Regions from separate parts of the Mus musculus genome. Here region 1 is linked to region 2. The links are chromatin contacts, called in public HiChIP or PLAC-seq maps. All regions are on one chromosome and are shown on one strand. Each heading gives the region's core, a stretch centred on a gene start, on an enhancer-like site or on the middle of the called end of the contact. The rest is flanking DNA. Distances are from core to core; before and after follow the strand shown. Region 1 overlaps Gm829 (predicted gene 829). Region 2 overlaps Shb (src homology 2 domain-containing transforming protein B).

Region 1 (5,638 bases), core at 2,527-5,026, 260 kb after region 2:
ATCTGCACAAGGCCCAGTGCTGCATTTGGGTCCTTAATGAATGGTGTAATCATATAAAAAAAACCCTATGGTCATTTAGTCTTTTAAAAATATTATATATTTTGTTTATCTATAACATATATTTTATATTACATATAATTATATATATAATTACACACTACACACACTTGCACAAGGTGGTCTTTTATATTGGTGTGTTTTACATCTGGGAATTTTAATCAATTGAAGACAAAAGATATTCAGAAATAAAATTGCATCTGTATTCAGCATGTCCAGGCATTCTTCTTGTGTTTGCTCCCTAAGCAATACAGTGTAACAAGTATTTACATAGCATTTACATTGTGTTAGGTATTCTGGGTGACCTAGAGCTAGCAATGTGGGAGGGGCTGGAAAAAATACCTCAGCATATACTGCTCTTTCAGAGGACCCAGGTTTGATTCCCAATGCCCGCAGCAGTGGCTCAAAACCATCTGTAACTCCAGCTCCAGGGGATCCAATACCCCCCCACACACACACACACTTTTTATATGAAGGACCTGAGCACTGATTTGGGCATCCTCTGGGATCCTGGAACTTGTACCCCACATATACTGAGACATGCATGTATGCATGTATGATAGAGAAGGGATTAATTTATTGTGTTGCAAGTAATTGGGTGGGGGAAATCGCAGGGCTTCCATGGTGAGTCTGCAGTCTCCAGGACAGGCCTTCAAGCAAGACAGACATCCACTGGTGCGCTTCCTTCCTTCTTGGGGAAGCAATAGTTCTACCCTCATGGACTTTCAGTAGTTTGATTGGGCACCATGGGTTATCTAGGATAAATTCCCTTCAAAGCCAACTAATTATGACTTTTAGTCACATCTATTACAAACTTTCACAGCAATATCCAGGTTAGTGTCTGAAGAAATATTGGGTGTCCAGAGTCTAGCCTGGTGGCCAGCATCCCAGCATCCCACAGTCTTTTTGGAGTGCTGTAGGTAATATATGACAATTACTCATGCTTTGCCAGAGTATTCAGCAGTATGGGAAAGCACTCATGGGACAGTGTATAGAGAATTCTATTCACATAAGAGGATGCCTTGTTATTTACAGACAACGGAGTAAGATTGCATGTGAGGTATTACAGTATGTTGGGAGAAGAGAAAAGCCTTGAAAATTCTCACTGCTTTGCTTATGCATATTTCTGACATGATTTACAAGGAATAGATGATACTTTACAATAAGAAAAAGTGGGACCATTGTATTTGAGACGTATTAGGAAACTCTTCTAATTAAAGAATATGGGGCCCCTCCAGAGCATTGTGGGTACTCCTGTTGGCTGCCCGTCCTCCGCCTCCCTCAGCTTCCCCCTCTCCATCTTTTGCCACCTGTCACTTGCAAAGCTGGAGGCTCTTGGGCCTTCCCTTTCCCTGTGAGTGTGAGTGTGTGCTGTGCGTGCAGTGTCAAGAGTGAGCATTTAATCTTGTATACACAGCGGAGCGAACCTGTAATGTAATATTAGTTCATTGTGCAAATTAGCAAAGTTTAATAACCACACAAGCCATCGGGAGTCCTGGTGTGACTCAGAATGACATCTGCATTAATGGTCTAATTAATAATGTATATGTTAATAAGAATCTCATTAAAGCCGGGGTACAATTATCAATGCAGGATGCAATTCCTTAGCATCTGCAGGCTGCTGCAGCGCATTGGTGATTGCAGTTGTTGGTGATAAATGACCCTTTCAGTCTCATTAATTGATTTAGAAGGTAGTGATTAGTGTAGAAACTCGAGTTCTTTAAAGTACAAAAATCACAAATTAGAAGGAATCGGGGCAGTTCATTGCAGGCAGCTGACATACCCAGTGGGTCTTAGACAGCGGATAGGTAAGCCAAGGCATGGTGTCCCCTCTCTGCACAAGCCTATGCATTCACCTGCTGCTTTTAGTGTCTATCAACAATGATTAATGTCTATGGAGAAAGCATTTTTAAATGCGAGCGCCACAGAATGAATTGGCTCTCTGGGTCACTTTTGTCTGCGGCTTGTTACTCAGGTTCCCCCATTCCCGTTTTAACCTGATTGACGTGATTCCCAGATGGATGTCATTTCACCACAGGGGAATGCTTTAGTGCAGCCTTTTGCTTATCTGACTCATCACAGTAGCTGCCACTGTGGTTTCTCTTTCGTGGTCTCCATTTCCGCCAAGTTCAACTTTCCTGGGCTCTATTGAGTAAATCAGAGCTGTGTCAAGAAGGTTTGACTCTTGAGTCAATTTTCAGTCAATGAAAATTTCCATCTTATGGCCTTTTAGCCCATGTTGATTGCATTTTATCTTGAAGGTTGCCAACAAACATCTTTATCAGAGGTTGGGCTTGTGACCTAGATCATATCTTTATTTCTAAGGTAATTTATGGATCTTGAGCAAAATTATGAGATAGAGTGGACATTAGAGGAGAGAGAGAAAAGAGGTGAAGGAGAAGGAAGGAGAATGGTGTATGCAGAGAGAAGGAGACACAGCGAGGCGGAGAGACAGACACCAAGAGCCTGTAGCAGGTCCCGCTTATTGCCTACTCTGTGTTTAACTTTTCATCCAATCCAAAATGTCTTGAATTGTCAGTGTAACACAGTGATACACACATGTAATCACAGCATTGAGAGGCAGGAAGTTTGTGAAATTGAGATTAGCATGGGCTATATAGCAGAATTTTGTCTAAAAACAACAACAACAACAACCCAACAAACAAGGGCTGGGAATGTAGTTCTGAGGTAGAGCATGTGTCTATTGTGTGCGAAGTCCCTGAAGCACTGAAGAGCACTTTCTTGATGGGGTGATCAGAGGCAGGGTCAAGAGCTCACTGCTCTGCTCACATAATACCATGGTCTCTGAGCTGCTACCCTGGGTTGAACCCTGTGCCATGGGGAATGATCATGGGAACCCAAGTGGCAGCCACAAAACCACAGAAGCCACAGCTGGTGTGGGAAGCCACTCAGATACATCTTCTGCATTCCCAACTCTTGGCACAGGATCCAGCCAAAGAATGACTCCCAATGAATCCATCCTTCATTAATGTGCGGATATGGAGAGTCCACTGTGGCCCAAGTGTTGAGTTAGGATTTAAGGGTTTAGCAGCGGGACACACTATGTGTGGGGGAAGAAGAAAGAGACTGGGAAGGGAGCAAGCTCATTGAGTTTATAAACTCAGCTCGGAAAGAAGATAGTCAGGAGTTTAGTAAGTGACTTGGAAGCAGTAGTGCTAAGTGACCTTCTGGAGGTGGACAGTGCATGGCATAAGGGACTTGGGTGCTGGTGGCAGGGCGGTGTTTGAATCTGTAGTTGTAACGGTCTCTTCCTTAGCTCTTGGGGTTGTGTGCTTGAAGCTGTCACTCACTCCCCTGCCTGCCTTTGTCCCTGTCTCAGACAGTAGGTTCGCAGAGACACTAAAGCCCTTGGCTGCTATACAGAACCTTATTGTCTTAGAGAAGGGATTGTGATGCCCTTTACTATCCAGACAAGGGAAGAAGCCTGCCGAAAAGTCAAAGCAGGGCAGGGCTGGTCTCTATCTGCTCCTCAGGCGCTGGGCCAGTCTATTTCCTTTTTCCAAGGCTCAAAAGGTCACCCCCAAAGCCTTTTGCAAAAGCTTTCTTTCTTTGCCCTGTCTTCCTTTAAGTCCCTTTCAGAGCCGCTGTCTGCTTTCCCCTTGATAAGAATTTCACAGCAATTCACACACCCTGAGGGGTGAACCATAGCAGGTTGCTGGAGCCAGCCTGTAATTATCCATCCTTCTGCTGAGGGGTGGGGGAAGCACTCACTCGCACTGGGATGGATGCTGATAGCTCTGCCACCTTTCAGTGTTGGCAGAGGCTGGCTCCATGGGGGCCCTGGTTGGGGAGGGCAGGGGGCACAGGGAGATGAGTCTCTAACAGGGAGCTAGAGGTGGGACTCCAGATAGCAGGGAGCAGAGAGACGTATGGCTGGCATCCAAGAACGGTCACACAGTGGAAGTGTTAGGGGCACGCAGGTGTTTCGTGTGGAGAAAGCGGCACAAGCCAAGGCACGGAGTGAACTCAGAGCAAGTGCTTTGGCTGCATAAGAAGGTGCATAATGGGAGGTGAAGCTGGATCCATCAGAAGCCCTAAGTGCCTTCCTTTTACCTTGGCCTTGGGCAGAGATTATAAACGAGCTTCCCTAGAACAGATGGAGACCTCCGATGAGCCTATTTGTCCCCGTAGTGCTTTTGTGTTATTTTTAGTGTGTTGAGTTAGTTGCCAAACTGGAAAATTGGAAGGTTTCACATACACACAGGAAGGAAGGAAGGAAGGAAGGAAGGAAGGAAGGAAGGAAGGAAGGAAGGAGGAAAAGAAAGGATTCCTGGCTGTCTGGAAGAAGCCGCAGAGCTGGCAGTCCTGGGCCTGGCAAACATGACTGGCATGTGTTTACAGATGGCATTGTGTGGGGGAGAGAGTCTGTGCTTAGTACGTCTTGAAAGAGTCTGTGTACTGCCTCCCCAAGTTAGAATCACAATAGAAGAATATTTAATAATATGGAAGATATTCTTTTTTAAAGATTTATTTTTATTATTTCCAATTATGTGTAGGTAGGTAGGTGTGTGTGTGTGTGTGTGTGTGTGTGTATCCTGTGTGCAGGTATGTATGTGAGTACAGGTGTCCGCAGAAGCCAGGTGTCTGGCCATCGGGTGTCCTGGAGTTGCAGTTATGGGCAACTGTGAGGACCCTGATGTGGGTGCCGGAAACCCAACTCCAGTCCTCTGAAAAAGCAGCAAGGATCTTAACCACTGAGCCATCTTTTCAGTCCCTGAGAAATTCCTGAAATAGGCAGTAACAGAATAGAATATTCACTGTGCAATGACGTTTAGCACGTCTGGTTGTCTCCGGTGTGACTTTTGTTCCTTTGCCTGTCTCCATTTTCATAAGGAGCACACACAGCATGAGGTCAGGTGGTCACATCCTGAGGCCCTGAGGTGAGCAGCTTCGCCCCACCCCCTGATCACTGGCACATCTTACTGCCTCCTGAGCTACAGGGACAGCGATCCTGGTTAGAATGATAAGCCTTTTGTCTTTGTAATAGACACTATCAATATAAGCTATTAAAATTCACCTTAGGTTAATCTTTAAAGTAAACCTGAACTGAACGATGGGTTTAAAGCCTTTCAAGGTTTCACAGGCACACACGGGCACTGTACTGTCTTCAGTTTGCTGGTTGTAGCCTGTTCTCCTCTGGGTTGTTGACCTTGCTACCTATTCTGCTGTTTCCTTCTTCCTGAGGACCTTCTGACCCTTATCTATACTGAATTTTGGTGGCGGGGCATCTTTGCATCTTCAGCCTCTCTGTCTTTGCCACCATGCCAGGATGAAATTCCTCCCACCTCTTTATCAAAGCCACTGAACAACATCACCTACTCTCTGTGGTCTTAGACTCAGCTCACTAAGTGATCTTGCTAACACTGCACTAGCCATTTCTCTGTGATCAGATACTCGAGCAAAAGCAACTTAAGGGAGAAGGGTTCACCTGGGCACACAGTTCGAGAGGATTACAGTCTACCATGATCGGGAACAAGCGTCTGCAGGAACAGCAAGCAGGGACTGAACAGGAATGGGGCTGTGCTGTAAGAGCTCAAGCCCCGCCCCCACAACCCACTTC
Region 2 (6,191 bases), core at 3,400-5,899:
ATCGCCTTCTAGCCTGAATTTACAATCACCTAGGAGACTTACCTCCAGGGTGCTTCCAGAGTGGCTCACTGGCCAGGGAAAGACCCACCAAGATTATGGCCATAAATTTCAAACAGAGCAAGGTGGGTTATATTCGAGGGTTTGAAGGGAAGAAAGACAAGGGGAAATGATACAATTATAATCTCAAAAAATAAGAGATGCTGCTGCTGGGGGTGGTGGTGGTGGTGGGGGAACTGTGGCATTACCCCATGGGCTGAGGTCCCAGGATGAATGCAGGCATCAGGTGAGCAGGACCCTTCACACATCTGCTTTCTACGGAGGCCTAACACTCCAGCCACTGCGGACTGAACCCTCAACTGTGAGAAAATTACCTCCCCTTTAGGTGTCCATCTTGTCACAGAGAGAAAGGTGACCAACACATCAGGTCTGTACGTGTTGAGTGCACACACAGACTTTCACCCATGTGGTGACCAAGAGGGTTTTATGTCCCCTGACATATCAGGAACAAGGTGACGGGGAGGCCATTCAGAGCCAGCTGCCAGCCTGTGGGCTGCTCTCAGCTGTGCGACCTTGGGAGGCTGCTTCAGCTCTCCCCACGTGAGACACCTTTCAGGGCAGTGCGACTGATAACGGGGAGAAAACCCTTTGTGGACTTCCTGGGCGCTATGCACCAGGTTTGCCATTAGCTGCCAGGAGTAGGAGGGGAGTCTCGAAGCTCAGTTAACTTTGCAGCCACAGTGGCTGGAGTCCGAATACAGGTCTGGCTGCATTCTCACGCTGATGGACTCTTGTGACCACACGGCAACCTCCTAACTAGACCATAGTGACCCCTCAGGAGCCCAGAAAGTTGCCAAGGTCTGACTGGAGTTCTCCATTCTCCTTCACAGGGCTTGCTATACCAGCCAACAAGCCCAGGAAACACATCTTGATTGGGAATCAAACCAGCAGGCCAGCATTTCCCTCTGTAGAGAACGTCTCAGAGATATATTTTTTAATTAAAAAAAAAACCCGACTAATAATATATATTAAATGACTATTTTATTTACACACCCTATCATATTCATAAATAATTGCATCCTCTTTGTCTGCACAATTGTTCCTTGACATCTAACGGTTACAGAGTGTACATCTAAAAGGAGATGGGGGCTTACTCTGGCTTATGACATGGTCTCTTTTGTGTACACTCAATATGCACACCCAGTGACACAGACACAGACCAGATGGGGTGGCTCCCAGGGCCTCCTGGGCTCCCAGCACCAATGGGAAAAACCTTGCCCATACACAGGTGAGTTCCTGACAACTGGAAAACAAAGAGATACAGGCCAGAGCTCCGCCCCACCTACCGCTGGGCCCCACCCACTGCTGGGCCCCGCCCACCGCTGGAGCAGCTCCACTTTTGTTCACCCTGGAAGGCATCTCTTTGGATTGCAAAGACTTTAATTCACAGAAACTCGAGGAGGGGGTGGGGTAGGGGCTGGGGTGGTGTGGCCGCGGGCTGCCCTCTTCATCCAGGCCTTCTCCAACCCTGTAAGTGGCGACAGCATTCTAAGACATGCAGTGGTGTGCTAGTACCATACACACAACACACACTGGACACTGCTGGCAGCACAGACAGCTGGTCGGTGCCCTGCCAGCTCCTCCAAGGAACAGGCTTGGTCTCAGAGCAGGGTGAGGCTGGTCTTTTCACAGAGTCCGCACAGCCACTGGGTAGAGGAGGGACAAGTGCTCGGCCCCTTTGATGGGCAGCTTCCTGGTGGTGTAGTAGTGGATGACTTCCGGGACGCTGTCAAAAGGGGGGCTGTTCTGACCCAGAACATACTTCTCTTTGGTCTTGGCCAGTTTCATGTGCATGAAGCCCTGGTTACTCCTGTGAACAAAACACAGAGGTCAGAGGCTGTGCACAGTGCTCAAGGAGAGAGGAGGCACTGCCAGGGCACTGCTTGCACTTGCTTCTGCTCCCATAAGCACATGTACTCCCCAGGAGCTTGCCCTGGCCACTGGGGCCAGGGTTCAGTCTCTTGGCTGTTTAGGACATGGGTCCTAGCCACACCTAGGAGCACCACTCATTTCTGTACCTGCCTGGGGTCCAGGAGCAAACCACTGGTAATGTTAGGATTTTCCACCCGGAAGCTCCTGGGAATTTCAGGGGTGGTGGTAAAAGACAGCCCTGTAACAAAGCAGGGACCTGTTTACACCTTGCAGGTATTCAAGATGCTTCAAACTGACAGGTGGCTGTGGGCCAGTATAGTATGTAGTGATAGCAGGCAAGATATTCTCTTAGACAGGGATGGGGTAGCCCAGCCAGGAACATTTTCTAGCTCCCTTTGGGTACAGTGAATGTGGTAGCATTATGCTTGATCCCCACCAAGCATGGCTTAGGTAGGTGCGATTAGTCGCAGTCTCCCAGGAACCCCAAGGCAGACTTCCTTCCTTCACATGACTGTCATGAACACTATCTACACACTCAATTTAATTTTTTTTAAAGATGTATTTCTTATTACACCTAAGTACACTGTAGCTCTCTTTAGACACACCAGAAGAGAGCGTCAGATCTCATTACAGATGGTTGTGAGCTGGGTTGCTGGGAATTGAACTCAGGACCTTTGGAAGAGCAGTCAGTGCTCTTAACCTCTGAGTCATCTCTCCAGTACTGAACACTCAACTTTCTAAGCTGTGATAGCATATGCCAACCCCACCCCTGATGCTCAGTTTCCCCAAGAGCCTATGGAAGAAGAGCAGAGCCCAGGTCTCTGTGCCCACTCAGCATGGTTTCAGATCTGTCCAGGGAGAACAACTTTGGCAAAACCTGAAGGAAAGTTAGCGGCGGGTCCCAAATGCAGGGAGCTGATGTGTCCTGGTCAGCACAGCTCATTATCAGAGTGCCAGGTGGGCACCGGTCATGATGACAAAGGTCAGCGTCTCAACTGCGTGTCCCAGAGGGCCTCTCCCATTTGAGGCCCTAAGCTGCAGCCACACCCTGGCTCACCTGAGCATGCCTCCATCACTGTCTTTGTGCAGACAGCCTCTTCCTGTTCACTCACCCAAACCTAAGGTTTCTGACTGAGACTGTGCCACCGTCTCAGAGCCTGTCCTTGGTAACTGGTGGACAGCTCTAGGGACCCAGCAGCCAGGGTTACCTAGGGAGGCCAGGAGTCCTGCATGGATTCTTAGGGGCATGGTCTTCCTGAGCCCCAATTCCCTTTCTGGTCTCTGTGTTCCAATGGGGGTCTTAAATTTTACCTGCCCTTTGGGTGTAATGACCCCCCCCCCCAAAAAAAACCTGTTATGCTCTCCAAATGGATAGAAAAAAATGCTTACGGACATGTAGGAGCAGAACAATGTGTCTACGCACAATGGCGTACTCAGAGATGTTACCCTGGGCTTCAAAGATATCAGCAATTACATTTCAAGAGAGAATAATTCTTGTGAAGAACTAAAATTTAAATCAAGAGTTTTAAGGCTGTGCTGTTCGAATTACAGAGCCCATGGCAAGCTCGGCTCTGCAGCCAAGGGTCACTGCATCCCAGATCAGCTCTGTGATGGGGGAGAAGCGCTTACTCTGGCATGTGCAAGGGCCAGCATGCCACACAGAAAACAAACCCGAGTGAGGCCGAGGACTCACCTCAGCATGATGTAGGGCCCACAGATACCAGTCAGCTGGAAAAGGGCCTGGAGCTGCAGTGATGGGACATCCAGAAGGTGTCCAGGAAGCTTGCCTGGCCTGTCTGGGATGTTGAGCAGTCATATGGCTATGGATACCAGGTGTGACCATGATGTACCCTCCTCCCTTCACTGCAGTGCAGACCTTGCAGCGAAGTTGATGGACACCAAGTAACTTAGCTCTGTGAGGGGTCCACAGTCATGTCGGAGGGAGCAGAGGATTTGTAAGACAGAGAGGCCACTATAACTCTTAGGAGGCTGACATAATGGCTCCCATTACATCTCAAGGGGGTCTGGGCAAGGAACTCACAAGGTTAAGGGTTAACATGAGATTTCCACACTAGATTTCTGTGCTACCCAGTAGGCATCAAGGGTAGGAATGGCTCTTACAGCCCCAGGTGACAGGCCTAGTGCTCTCCCAGGATACTCTCCAGAGCAGCAGTGCTCCACATGAAGCCAGGCAGGGCAGCAGGGGCAGCAGGAGGGACTAAGCAGATGTCCTCTGTGCAGAGCCTCCACACCCCTGACCAATTCTGGTCAGAGAGCAGAGAGGCAGGCTGGAAGGCCAAACACAAAACTGTCCCAGGCACTGAGAATGGCCGGTTCCAACCACTGAAACCTCCCAGCCATGAAGACAGGGTGGTAATCCACCCCAAGAGGTTCAGTCAGGGTGGCCTTGAACTCACAGAGATCTGCTTGCCTTTGTCTTCCTAGTGGTGGGATCAAGGGTGTGTGCAAAAATACCCAGCCTAGGCAGGGTATTATCGCAGCAACGGAAATCAAACTAGAATACAAGGGAGGGTATTCAAATCTCCATGGGCAACAGATAGACACATCAGGCAAGGGTATGCACAGGGTGGCCGTGGCTGCTCATAACAAGATGGTTTTGCAGTGAGAAATAGCCTGTGGCTGCTATACCTTCACCTGCTTTGATACACTAGAGGAAATAGGTCAGAGAGGCAGCCAGCAGGGGCGCTGCAGATGCTCCCAGAGCTCTGTGCCTGTGTGCAGGGCCAGGTGGGTGGGCTCCAGGCAGAGCCTGCTCCTAGGTTCCTCAAGGCATGGTGAGGGAGCAAGGATGACATGGTGGCTCTGGGACAGCACCCTTCCTAGCGAGCTCTGACAGGCTCCTGCCAACTGGTTCCTTGTTGGCTCCATCTCCTTTGATAGGACATCTTGTGAGAGCAAAGTCACAATTGGGGTGTCTCTGGTGGGTGACCTGTCTAATGAGTCTTGTAAGGCCCGGGGAGGCAGGGTGCTGGGGCTGTCAGGGCACTTAGATCGCTCATTACCATCACAAAAAGCACCTCCTTGTCACGGGCCCCCATCAGCAAGCATGCCTGGTGTGTGCTGGCCTAATAACAGGCCCCACCTCACCTCCTAATCATGAGCTTTAATAAAACATCACTCAGCCCACAGCTGCCCGCCCGCCGCTGAGCTGGGGTGCGAGGCTTCACCTCTCGCTTTTAGACCTAATTGCTTGATGCATATTTCATGAAGAATCCCGGGTAATAGTTATGTTAAATCGTTTCTTTTCATGATGAAATGACTTAAAAACACTAGCATATAATATTTATGTGGGAAGAGGAAATAGCCCTACGGGACTAGCATAGAGAGAACGTCACAGGAGCCCGCACATGGGGAGTTTCTGCTTTGCCTTGACTGGAAAGGGAGATGCTTTCTTGAGTCAAATGTTTCACATCCTTCGGCTCCAGATCACCCATGGTCCCCAGCGGCAATTCAAATTCAGAACACTAGCATTTAAATCCCACCAGGCAGAGCTAAGCGGACATGACTAGTATCTAGTATCGTTTGCAGATAGGGAAACTGAGGCTCAGAAAACCATGCACCTTATTTCATGGGGAAAGATGGGGCCAGGATTTGGACCTTTCTCTCTCCCTCCAGGGACATAGCCTAGGCTGGCCCTCATATCTGCCGTGTAGCTAAGGATGACCTTGGGCTCCTGAACCTCCTCCCACCTCTCAAGTGTTGGTGTTAGGAGTCTGCACACCTATGTCTCTTGGACTCAGCAGCCTGAGTCCCTCCTCAGCCTTCATGCAGGCCTGCAGCTACCACTGCGACCTCATCTTCTCTGACCAGTCACCCAACTGAATGGATTTAGGCAGGTCTTAGAAATTGCCTTGAGCCAAGAGAGGGAACTCCCCTGCTCTGTGAGCCCAAGGCTGGTGACCCTATCTGCTCACCGCGATGCCTCCGTGCTCTGGGCTCCTAGCACCTGCCTAGCCTGTGTCCAGGGTACTCCGGGTTTGCCATCCTTTCCCACTGGCTGCCTAGAGCAGGGAATTGAGGTCCTCTGACTCCTCCCCGGCTGTAAGCTCTCAAGGGTAGGGAGGCTGGAGAGTGAGCCCAGACCAGCTCTTGTGGGGAGGAGGGACCTCTGAGAGGAACAATCCTGCAGGCTGGGTATAAAGACCCATGTCTTTCCAACCAGGAGCTTTTCTCCTCCTTCCTTGGAGTTCAGAATTCATGTGTGGGATCCCTGGGCTAGCCACTGCTCTTTGCATGGGCTC

Evidence for each region. HiChIP or PLAC-seq counts read pairs in DNA pulled down with a chosen protein or histone mark.
Region 1: an H3K4me3 HiChIP or PLAC-seq map of embryonic basal ganglia shows a contact between it and region 2, with 2.6 times the contacts expected there. The contact joins two enhancer-like sites. A contact is called at or near these places in 1 of 39 promoter capture datasets (embryonic stem cells), 1 of 15 datasets of contacts at CTCF or cohesin (large pre-B cells), 3 of 484 Hi-C or Micro-C datasets (CD4 T cells, LSK cells and uterus) and 1 of 115 datasets of contacts at active chromatin or transcription factors (embryonic basal ganglia).

Annotation. Positions count from the first base shown.
Region 1 is chr4:45,686,320-45,691,957 of GRCm38.p6, forward strand. All of the region lies in intron 1 of Gm829 (predicted gene 829), which reads left to right. Among named protein-coding and RNA genes, the nearest start is that of Gm829, 5.6 kb to the left of the region's middle. Within about 2 kb of position 3,777, at least 28 of the 459 cell types and tissues checked have an H3K27ac peak or open chromatin away from gene starts, as enhancers often do. A contact at or near this core is called in embryonic basal ganglia, where this site is marked.
Region 2 is chr4:45,422,257-45,428,447 of GRCm38.p6, forward strand. Shb (src homology 2 domain-containing transforming protein B) reads right to left here. Exons shown (of 6, transcript NM_001033306.1): 6 at 1,020-1,867. The coding sequence ends at 1,684. Gm46852 (a long non-coding RNA gene) reads left to right here. Exons shown (of 3, transcript XR_001784277.2): 3 at 888-1,015. Among named protein-coding and RNA genes, the nearest start is that of Gm46852, 16 kb to the left of the region's middle. Within about 2 kb of position 4,650, at least 22 of the 459 cell types and tissues checked have an H3K27ac peak or open chromatin away from gene starts, as enhancers often do. A contact at or near this core is called in embryonic basal ganglia, where this site is marked.